2 separate regions of the Mus musculus genome follow, and region 1 is linked to region 2. Evidence: chromatin contacts called from public Hi-C data. All regions are on one chromosome and are shown on one strand. The core of a region is the stretch at or near the end of the contact, and the rest is flanking DNA. Distances in the headings are between cores, read along the strand shown. Region 1 holds the start of Plgrkt (plasminogen receptor, C-terminal lysine transmembrane protein). Region 2 overlaps Jak2 (Janus kinase 2).

What was found. A called contact is a pair of places that touch in the nucleus more often than the background predicts.
Region 1: a Hi-C map of Th1 cells shows a contact between it and region 2, with 3 times the contacts expected there. A contact is called at or near these places in 3 of 39 promoter capture datasets (the C10 cell line, cranial neural crest and epiblast stem cells), 51 of 484 Hi-C or Micro-C datasets (the 63-12 cell line, B cells, the C2C12 cell line and 31 more), 7 of 130 datasets of targeted methods (bone marrow-derived macrophages, embryonic stem cells and stem cell-derived neural progenitor cells) and 4 of 9 other capture datasets (adipose tissue, embryonic stem cells, liver and 1 more).

What each region holds. Positions count from the first base shown.
Region 1 is chr19:29,358,307-29,364,419 of GRCm38.p6, reverse strand. Plgrkt (plasminogen receptor, C-terminal lysine transmembrane protein) reads left to right here and starts at 2,549. Exons shown (of 6, transcript NM_026362.2): 1 at 2,549-2,623; 2 at 3,493-3,603; 3 at 6,017-6,103. The coding sequence starts at 6,023. It also overlaps a transcript of Cd274 not described here.
Region 2 is chr19:29,269,751-29,275,200 of GRCm38.p6, reverse strand. It overlaps Jak2 (Janus kinase 2), which reads right to left. Exons shown (of 25, transcript NM_008413.4): 4 at 3,727-3,850; 5 at 82-199. Among named protein-coding and RNA genes, the nearest start is that of Jak2, 21 kb to the right of the region's middle.

The DNA of each region.
Region 1 (6,113 bases), core at 1,300-3,799, 90 kb before region 2:
AGGAAAAGATCACTCAGGGGAGGAGAACAGGCTGAGATTCACAGGTTGAGAGCAGGGTCATGTGCGTTGCATGGGTTGCAGGAGAAGGAAGTTAGCAAGCAGGTGCTTAGTCAATACTGACATCACAGCTGAAAAGCACCCTAAAGAGAAACAGCTACAAGTTTCCTGCTCATCAGCTGTGCGGTTATTTACATACAGCCTAGGAAGGCTAAAGCCCACACCCTCATCACTATTCCCCAGGGCTTCCCCAGTCAAGCTTCTCTTGGGATGCTATGAAATGCTTGGGCTGCGCCACATGAAGCTTCATCTGATTCAGGTTACACTCTGAGATGTACCGGCGGCCCCTGCTCGGAATAGTCTTCCTTGGCTACAGCATCATTTAAAAAAAAAAAAGCCTATCAAATTAATAAGATGAAATCACAGTAATGATTAAAAGTGTCAGTAATAGTAAAACGGGTGCATACACTAGGTTACCTAACTTGTATTATGAGTTGTGCTTCCTGGAGTCACCTCCACTTCAGGGCTGTGTAATTGGAGACATCTCGCTCAAGTAACTTGTGGAAGCTTACGTGTTCAGGAAAGGATACAAGTGGGAGTGAAACCCGGAACGATGCCCCAGTGTCTGCTACACAGCGGCCACACAGGTGGACTGTCAGGTGAGCGTCCTCATCCACTGCCATCAATCACAGTGTGTGGATTTTAAGGCCTTGACTTACTACTGTATGCCCCAGCCATTCTACCCCTACTACCCAAGACAACTGACAACATGCTCACAAAACTAGCAATGTTCTTCATACTAGACTAAATAGAATCATGCAAATGTCCATCGGTCTCAATGGACACACAAAATGCCTTATAGTCATACACTGGACTACTATTTAGTCCCAACAAGAAATGGAGCCATAATCCATGCTATAGTTTACCTGTTTAATTTTTCTTTCCATTTAACATGTATTTACTCTCTGTGTGCGCAAGTGCACACTCATACGTGGAACAGTTAGGGATGTCAGAAGACAGCTAACAATAATGGGTTCTTCCCTTCCACTATGTGGAGCCCAGAAATAGAACTGGGTCTCAGGGTGGTAAGCATGTTTACCCACTGAGCCATCTCACCAGCCCCTACTATAGCTTAGATACACACACACACACACACACACACACACACACACACACACTAGTGTTAAAGTAAAAGAAGTCAGCTCGGCATGGTGGTGCACGCCTTTAATCCCAGCACTTGGGAGACAGAGGCAGGCAAATTTCTGAGTTCGAGGCCAGCCTGGTCTACAGAGTGAGTTCCAGGACAGCCAGGGCTACACAGAGAAACCCTGTCTCAAACAACAACAGCATCAACAACAACAACAAAAAAAAAATAACAAAAACAAAAGAAGTCCGTTTCATTTATACGAACTATCTAGAATATGTAAGTCTTTGAAAAGGTAGAACATAGATTAAGATGGGGTCTCTAGGGTGACTGCATGTGACATTATCCATAAAGATAGGTTCTATAGATTGACTGAGAAAAACAGCTCATGATGAGGGAAGGATCTGGTGAGGTCTCGCACACACAGTGCAAATGTTAACCACTTCTGCTCCCAGTCTTCTGGGCGGAAAACACATTCTAAATCTTTCTCTTTGAAGCTACAACCCTGTGTGTTTAACATTCTTGGTTCCCACAGTGTTTATCTGAAGGTACAACGACCTCTGTTCCTCGTACAGGTTACAGAGCTGGGAACAGAACGGAGACAAGTTTAGTCTGCACGTATAGACACTACTTCCTACCTTAGGGATGGGCTACTTGTTTCTCTCCAAAAGCATTTACTCCTAGCAACACCCATCTCCTCCCACAAATAGAACTAAATAAAGATTCTGTTGCAATTTTCCCATCCAAGTAATGTTTGGAATGAGGGATCTAAAAGTCAGAATAAGGAACACTGGAACTAAAAACATCTATACAAGCCTGCGAGGCTAGATATGCCTGGAAGAGGCTAGATTGCCTTCTCTAAGGTGTGGAGCCAACACATGCTAATGCAGAGCCCTTCCTAAAGGTTGTGATTCACATACTATTTCCCCAACCGGTTACATAGTAAGTGCTAATGGGTCCAGTGTTTCCTAGTGAAGTTCGGAGTTGTACTATAGACAGACAATTCTGGTAGGAGTACGAAATATGGAAAACGCATAGGGAAATACGGAAATTCTGGTCACTGTCTGCTTTTGTTCCCTGGTTACCTTTAAGCGAGATTTGGTGATGGGTTTTGTTGTTGTTTTTGTTTTGTTTTTGAGGCACCGGACTCCGAGGACTTGAAACATTTCCACGCTGCTTCCTTGGGCCTTCCCTCAAAATCACGCACCTTACAAGACCATGCAGGTTGGAATTTGCGGTTCTGTCCCGCCCCGCCCACCTCCCGGCTCCAGGCGCCTGCACCGGAAGAACACCCCAGGCCTCCGCGGGCACCCGAGCGCTTAAGGGAGCCAAAGGCCACGCTGATTGGTTGAAGCTCGTGATCCACTGTCATAGCCAACCAATCCTGGGGCTCTGCCGAAGCAAGGTACTGTCCCTGCGCTGATCGCTCTGGAGCTCTGGCTAGAGGCCTCTGCTGCGGTCACCGTCCCCGCACCGTGTCGCGTGAGTGTTTCGGGTCACAGACACCTGGGAGGGAGGGGTCGGCTCCGTCGCACGGTCCCGCACAGCTGCAGCTCTGGCTGGGCAGGGAAGGCCAGGGCTCTGGGTTCTTGCTGATGCCTCCGAGGCTGACAGGTATTGCCAACCCAGTTCTGTGAGTGTGATCTCTCTGTACCATTGTCACCAAGTTGGGACAAGACTGCAGAGTGCAATGGACAGGAAAATGGAATTCCTTTAGGGAAATACCTATATGACGCTAAACTGGCTCAACAGAGCGAGAGTGGAAACAAAACAAAACACCCCCAGAGGTTATGTGCTTCCTGCTAGGGGACTTGGTTTGGAAGAGTTATTGAGAATGATAGTGATGTTGTGACTAGCCAAAAATTCTGGTACTAAATCAGGGAAGAAATCTGGATGACAGAAATCGTGTAGAATTTCTTTCCTTCTAAATGGAATCCAGGTTCCAAGGATGACCAGGGAAAGTCTGTCTGGGATCTGTACAATCAGGACACCCTTCCCAACACGCCTTTCCAGAGTAATTTGAATCATGGCCTCTTGGAACAGGAGACACGCCTGCCTCCCCATCCTCAACCCAAAACAAACAAACAAACAAAAATCCAGGAGCAGCCTGGACTCACATCTGTATCCTCCATCCTATAGGACATGGTGGTTGTCTGTGTTGCCTGTAATAAGTCAGTTTGGGGCCACGCTTACTTATCGCTGATAATATCGTGTCTCTGGGAGAGAGACATTTGGAGGTATTTGGGACATCCTAAGGAAAGAGTGCAACATGGCTTTGTTAGGTATGGTCAGAAGAGGTTGGAAACACTGTTCAAGGGTGAAGTTACAGGGTGTGGCATGCTCATTGGCAGGTGAGATCTCCAGAGGGACACTCCTGTTTGCCTTCTATATTTAACCGTGTACCTGAGATTTCCCCCGACACATCCAAAGTCCAAGTCCAAGAGAGCAAGGCCCAGAAGGAGGTAAGCCTAAATCCTAGCTAGCTTTTCAAAGTGTTTCTCTTCTCTTCTCTAGACGATTGACTGAAAGATTGTCCGACCACTTCAAGGGATGGAGAGCTAACCCCCTTAGGCCAAGGGACTGAGGGGAGAGTGTGTGTGTGTGTGTGTGTGTACTAGAAAACAGTCGGTTTCTTTGAAGATGTTTGAAGATGCTTGCAGCAGATGTAAAAATTCAACCGTCTGCTCCGACATGCAAAAGAAAACTAAAGGATGTTGAGCAGCCTGACAAGGTTGATCTTCTGTCAAGCATTCCTTATTTTGTGCAATTATTTGTGTGAAATAGAAGCCACAGAGACTATCATGATGGATGATAACACTTCTCCTGCAGGCTCAGCTGGAAATGACTCATGTGAGCTGCCAATACTTAGATAAGAGAGCAAACGGCTAGAGACCCCTCCACGATGAGTGCCCTCTGCCGCTGCTGGTAGGGTGCTAAGTGGGACAGTGAGAGTCAGGAGGAATCATGATGTCCCAGGGCTGTGGAAGGCTCTCTCTTCCTTCCTGGGAAGTAGTTCAGCCTCTGCTCAGCCTCGCAGCTGATTGGCTCAAGGGCTGCTTAATTCCAGGGTGCGATCTTCGTCTTTGTCAGAATACACGGAAATCATTGAAACCAGGCTGTCAGTTCATACTCCCCTGGAGCCCGACTAACAGGGTAACCATCCCAACTGATTCGAACTACCCCTGTTCTCCATGCTCATCTGCTAGGTTACTCTAAACCCAGGGATTTCCTTATGAGGAAAGCTGTGGAAATAACTGTTGTCCGGGATTTCCTCAGATTATACATAAATCCTGGCTGTGAAGCATTGAGACGGGCTGCTGTGGTGGAAAGGTATTTAACAGCCTAAGACAGCACTGAAGAGAGTGGAGATGTTGTGACACGCCCCCCCGCCCCCCCCCCCCGGGCCTTATGGTCTTCTGAAAAACCAATAACTAACCAAAGTGTTTCTCTGAACATACTCAGTTATATTTAGAACAAAGTTAGGAGTTCTTACCCATAGTTTATAGCCCTCTGGGGTAGCTGTTATACCTAAATAACAAGGCCATGCCTGATGTAGAGGGTGGCTCAAGTCAGTTTTTAAGGAAATGATGGTAAAAAAGGCGATATAGATCATAAGGGGAAAGAAAATCAAAATTTGAATTCATGTCCCAGGCTAGTAAAACAAAACAGCCATTCTATTTTTTAATTTTACTGTAAAATTCAATGAACTATATTGAGCATATTATTATAAAAAAAAAGGTCTGTACTTCTTCAGGCTAACCTAAGTGTTTCTGAGAACAGTAACATCGGCTAAGATAAACCACAATGTTCGGTGTATATTCGGTGTAATAAATGCAGTTTTCTCTCAATGGTATTTCCAACTTGCAATGAGCTTATTGTGCTATAACTTCCATTGGAAATAATGGAGAAACTCTACCATGTGGTCATTTTAAAACTCCATTTCTGGGCTGAGGAGATGGCTTGGTGGGTAAAGCACTTGCCATGCAATCATGAAGACCTGTGCTGAAAGCTTGCACATCAATGACGACCTGGGCACAGAGGCACACATCTGTAATTGCAGTGGTGAGATGAGAGGCAGACACAGGAGGATCCCTGGACGCTCCCGACCAGCTAGCCTGGGGTACACAGCTAAGAGGAACATTCCGGAAAGACTGTCTCAAACAAGGTGGAACGTGCAGAACAATACCCAGGGTTACCCTCTGACCTGGAGGAGCGCTGTGGCACACACCCACCTGCACTCACGCACATGAATGAATATATACACTCACACAAACTTCCCATTCCTGGGGATCCATTTGCAAAGGCGTGTGAGCATCCTCACCCTGCCCTTTTGAGAGCCTCGGTAACGTGGAGAGAATGAAGGCGAGGCTGGAGAAAACTGGCTAGGGGGAAATCAGCTGCAAGAGGATGAGACCTGTGTCAGAGAAGGAGGGGAGCATGAGACGTCAGGAGAAATACTGAAGAATTGACCCTAAGACACTTACATCTTAAGACACAAGGTCAAGAGGGACAGACGACAGTTCTGAACTCACATCCTCAGATGCATGGTCTTCCTGTCTGTCAGAACAGCTGGTATGAAGGTGAATCACATTAGACTTATAGAAGGGAAAACCGAGGTAACGTGGCACTGTGTGTTCACAGAGCAGGGAGAGATGGGAAATCATTTCAGTCAGCTGTTCTTGGCTGAGAGAAGGATGCTCAGGCTGGGTAAGAAGTATGCCTGAGGGTAGACAGCTACATAGAATTTACACTGTTCCCTAGGTCATCTCTCTCTCTCTCTCTCTCTCTCTCTCATCCCAGTTGATAGGAGTCCAGAGCCTGTATAAGGATGCACAGAGTCTGTTATTTAAATATGCCTTGCATTTTCCACTTTAGGTCAAGATGGGGTTTATATTCTCGAAATCTATGAACGAAAACATGAAAAACCAACAGGAGTTCATGGTTACGCATGCTCGGCTTCAGGTATGTGCTA
Region 2 (5,450 bases), core at 2,546-5,045:
AAGATGCATACTAAATAGGAAGAAATTTCTGGTTTAATACACACATAAAGAGGATTAATGTTAACTATATTATAATTATACCTGAGCAAAAAGGTAAGACATGACAAAGTCATCAAGCAGAGGAGCTTCAGCCCCACGGGACACTCCGTATCTGTAGGTTCTGCTGCTGCCACTACAGTACCAATGAGGGAAGTAGAACCTGTAAGACAACGAGACAGTCTATCAGCCTCCAGAGTTCAAGCACAGAGCACTAAGTTCAGCCACCCTCAGCACACTAAAAGTTACCAGGGCTGTGCTATAAAACACAGAGAGCAGTGCTGAATGCAGGTTGTGAAACAAAAGGCTTTGTGCATGATAACATGATTATAATGTCAGCAGAAAACACAAGAAACAGAGTGTAGCATCCTGGAGCACATCTGTAACCCCAAAACCCAGGGAGCTGGAGCAAGAGAAGCTGAGTTTGAGACTATCCTGGGCTACCTAGAATAATACTTTGTTTCCATAAACAACAAACAAACACAGCATCAAGCAAGAGCAGCAGCAGGTGGAACGTAAGTAACTCTAAACTCAAAGCACACAGCCCACCTTGGAGTAATAAGTAATAGGATGGAGAAGAGAAGCAATCAAGGGAAACTGAAGTGAGGTAGATATAAAAGTCAGCAAAGATCTTAAGTCCAGCAACACTAGTAAGGCATCGAAAAGTGAAATCTACTGTGCACACAAATAATTCCTCCTTTTAAGAAAATGAACACTAAAATGTACCGTTCAAAGAAAAATTAAGTACACTCACTTTTGAAACTAAAAGCTTTGAGATGTAATTTATCTACATACAGTCTGCACGTTAAAGTGCTGTGTGGTCTGTAGTATTCAATGTGGTACCAATATCACCACAATTTGATTTCACATTTTTATTCTGTCTCCATAGGTATTAGCAATCAAACTCAAGTCACCCTGTTAACCTCTAGCTACAAGCTACAACCTTCACAAGTTCTATTCTACTCACTTTATACTCAAAAGAATGGCTGTGGTATGTTGTCTTTTTATGTGATCACATTTAGTTAGTACACTGCAAGTTTTATCAACACTGTGGCATGTACTTTATTCCTAATGAATTAGCACAGGACTGTATGATGTGCATATCTTATTCATTCATTCATTACTTTAAATGATGAGTTGTTTCTGTTCTTATGCTAACGTGAATAACACTCTGTGAAGAATGTTTTTGTAGATTCATGTTGGCAACACTGTATTTATCTTTGGGAGAAATGGCCAATCTTTTCCAAAAGTGCCATTACCATTTCCTATTCTCACTGACAGTGTGTGAGCATTCTAATTAGTACAAATAATTTTCAACATTGTTGCCTGTCTACTTTTGCCATCCTAGTGGATTGGTTGTTAACCTCTAGCACATCTGATTTATGCCTCTCACAGGACTAATGATGTTGGGTATCTTTTCAAATGCCTATTAGCTATTTGCATGCCAAACATTTCTTTGGAGAAGTTTTTACTCAAGTCCTTCGCCTTGAACATACATGAAATCTGATATCCAAAAAGGCTCAATGTACCATGGATACTTAGTTATATTTTCATTTTCCAAGTAGGTCTCTAATTTATTCATTGTTCTGGTTAAGATTTTGTTTTTTTTTTCCAATTGACACAAGCTACCATTATGTTGTGAATGGAAATGTCAATTATAAATTGCCTCCGTAAGACTGGTCTGTAGTCAAGTAATTTCTGATTAGTGATCAATATGGAAGGGTCTAGCCCACTGTGTATGCTACCACCTTTGGATAGGTGAGTCTAGGTTGTATTAAAATTTTATCTGGGGCTGGTGAGATGGCTCAGTGGTTAAGAGCGCCAACTGCTCTTCCGAAGGTCCTGAGTTCAAATCCCAGCAACCACATGGTGGCTCACAACCATCCCTAACAAAATCTGATGCCCTCTTCTGGAGTGACTGAAGACAGCTACAGTGTACTTACATATAGTAAAGAAAGAAAAAATAATAAAAAATAAAATAAAAAGTTATCTGAGCAAGACAGGAGAGGTAAGCTGGTTTCTTCATGGTCTCTACATCAGTTCCTGACTCTAGGAGTTCCTCCTTTGAGTTTCTGCTCCATCTTCCCTTCAGGATGGATTGTAAACTGTAGGATGAAATAAACCCTTTCCTACCCCAGGTTGCTTTTGGTCATGTTTATTATAATGCTAAAAAGGAAACTCTGAGCTGGGCGGTGGTGGCACACGCCTTTAATCCTAGCACTCGGGAGGCAGAGGCAGGCGAATTTCTGAGTTCGAGGCCAGCCTGGTCTACAAAGTGAGTTCCAGGACAGCCAGGGCTATACAGAAAAACCCTGTCTCAAAAAAAAAAAAAAAAAAAAAAAAAAAAAAAAAAAAAAAAAGGCAAACTCTGACACCCACACCCACATTGTTTCTTATTTTTTACTTATTTAGATTATCCCCAAATAGTTAAAGCTATAAAATTATTTTATGAAAGCTTCATTATTTTGTTACAACTGGCTACTTTATGTAAAAAGGCCATTACTTTTGTTTTCTTCTAAAATAAATATGCATATGTATTTTGTGTTTAGGCCAGAAGAGGGCATTAGACCCCCCCTGGAACATTTGTGAGCTGCCATGTAGGTACTAGGAATGGAACCTGGGTCCTCTAGAAAGGGTAGCCAGGGCTTTTAAACCTCCAAGCCATTCCTCCAGCTCATTCCCCTGCCTTTCCTATGTTCACCACTTAGACCCTGAACTCTTTTACTAACATTGTTTTACCTTAAAAGCAGAAAACCCAAACACATGCATCTACATATTTTATACAGACCAAGGAGAAGAAAATAAGTAATGAAATATGAAAATTTACTAAGAACGCATTAAGTACTAATAATGTCACCACTCTGCCTAGCACATTTAACACCCTGGGTTTGATTTCAGCAAAACCAACTGGGTGTGGTGGCCACGCCTGTGATCTCAGAATGACTGGGGGTTAAGAGGCAGGTTCAAGGTCAGTCCCCGCTAGTCAGTGAGGTCAGAGGAAGTCTGTTGTACCTGTCTCAACAAATAAAAATCAATAAGACAGACCATCAAATAATGACAGTAAATACTACACATATTATCTCTACAATGAGGTAAAAGCAAGCTGGTGAGAAGGCAGTTTATGAAGAAAGCTAGGTCTGAGTTCAAACTTTTCCAAGCGGTAAGAGCATGAACAACTATGAGTAATACGTCACATCAGATTCTTTATATATTACAGGGAATTCTGAATGTTTCATTAAGTCATAAGAAAATTAAATAACATGTAAGTGCTTGGAAATTTACAGCTATCTGTAAAACCAAAATTATTTGCTATTCCTTTATACAGAAAAAAAATCTGGATTTTTATTTTCTGAATATTAATATTTTTCACATTGCCATATATAGCTAAATACATTAACTTATAAACAAAAACTTTCAACTTTAAAATTTTATTTGTAAAAAAAAAATTGTTAAGATTGCTTTTTATTGCACACACATCACATCTCCTGGGAAACTGGCAATATTCCAGACACTAAGGACTGATTGCAGGCTATTTTCACCTGTTCTTTTTTTAAAATTCTTAATTATAATCAAAAGTCATGAAGTGGCATCCCAACAGAACAAAACATCGTAGCTATCACCTTACAGAGCCAACAGTTTCTCTGGCTTTATCTTTTGCTAATACGCGAGTCACTTGGCGTCAGGAAGTACCTTATCCTGTAGAGTATGTCATGCCTGGTTGACTCGTCTATGTGGAAGACATGATTGGGTGGGTACCAGATCCTTTCGGTTTCACTCATTAACGCAAACATATTATGATACACAGGCGTAATACCTAGAAAGGAAGCATAAAAGGGACTGATTATAGCTAGCTAGCAGAGCATTTACATAACATGCACAATCTGCGTGACGTGATACCTAGCCGGTGAGTCATAAGGAACTGACTGCAGATGCAAAGGGCAGAACATTTACATAACACAATCTGGGAGCCCTGGTGACAGCTCTAACAGTCAGCAGAAACTCCAGTCGCAGGTGAAATACCGTGGGAAAACACTCCCTAAAACTAAGTTTTAATCAAATACTCCTCTCTATATATTGTAAAAAATAATACTGGCATTCTTACATGAAGATAAAAGTACAGTTTATCCAGCTTTTAACTGTCTTCTAAAGAGAGTTTCCAAGTAACTCTTAAACCCTGAGGGAAAAACTATCTTGTATGAGTATGCACAAGTATACATGTGTATATTTTAATTGATACTAATTATCAAATCACTGAGATAATAACAAGCCACTGGATACTTTTATAAGAATGAAAACTTTTCATATTAAAATGAGAAATTTTACACACTATACTAATAATTATATTTGATGCACCATTTAAAAAAAAAATGTAAAGGCCCACTGAGCCATCTCACTAGCCCCTTACAGGTTAAATGACAACTGAGCTATCTCTCTGCCCCCAAATACTTTTTCCATCCTTTCCCCTTTTTGTAATAGGGTCTTATGTAGTCCAAGCTGACCTCAAACCCCTTATGCAAATGAAGCTGACATTAAGCTCTGACAGGGCAGCCTCCGTGTCTCAACTGCTAGGATTACAAGAGTGTAGCACCGCATCAGCATCTTTTTCAGGCACTTCGCAGAAGTAAGGACAGAGCTCAGTGTGGAGTGCATGTCTGGGGGGTGTGAGCTGTCAGGTTCAATTTCAAGTACGAGAGAAAGAAAAAACACTAGGGGGCAGATATGTTAAGAAACACATAAAATGTTAAAGGAGGGCTGCAGAGCTAGCTCGTCAGTTAAGATTCATAGTGCGCTTGCAAAGGACCTAAGACAGCTGACAGCATCCACCCTGTGCAGCTCACAGCCACCTCTAACTCTATCTATCAGGCAGGAACTGACTGATGACTCTGGCCTCCTCAGGCATGCACATGTACACACCTACACAGCAGCTTACAACTATCTTTCACTCTAGTTCCAAGGAATCCAATGCCCTCTTCTGATCTCCTTGAGCACCAGGCATGCATGTGATACACATACATACATGCAGGCAAAACAGTCACACACATAAAATAAATATAAAAGATATTTGTAAAGGTTGAAGGGCAATGGTCTAAAAAAGTACATAGAACATAGCAATATAATAGTATATATTATTTTTCAAGTATATTTTAAACCATCCACACACATCCATATATGTACATGAACGCACCAAATAATCCCCTGGGACTCAAAACAAGTCTTCACACACCACCTTTTCTAGCATTTCAATTAAATCAGAATTGAGTACATAAAAATAAATCCTATATTGAAGCCTATATTTCATGAGAATATTTTTATTATAACAATATATTCATTTATTTCCACTTTATACATAAATGGGATAAACTGATAGGATTTAAATTATAATTTGAAACTCAATTCAACTCTCTGTAGGTTTG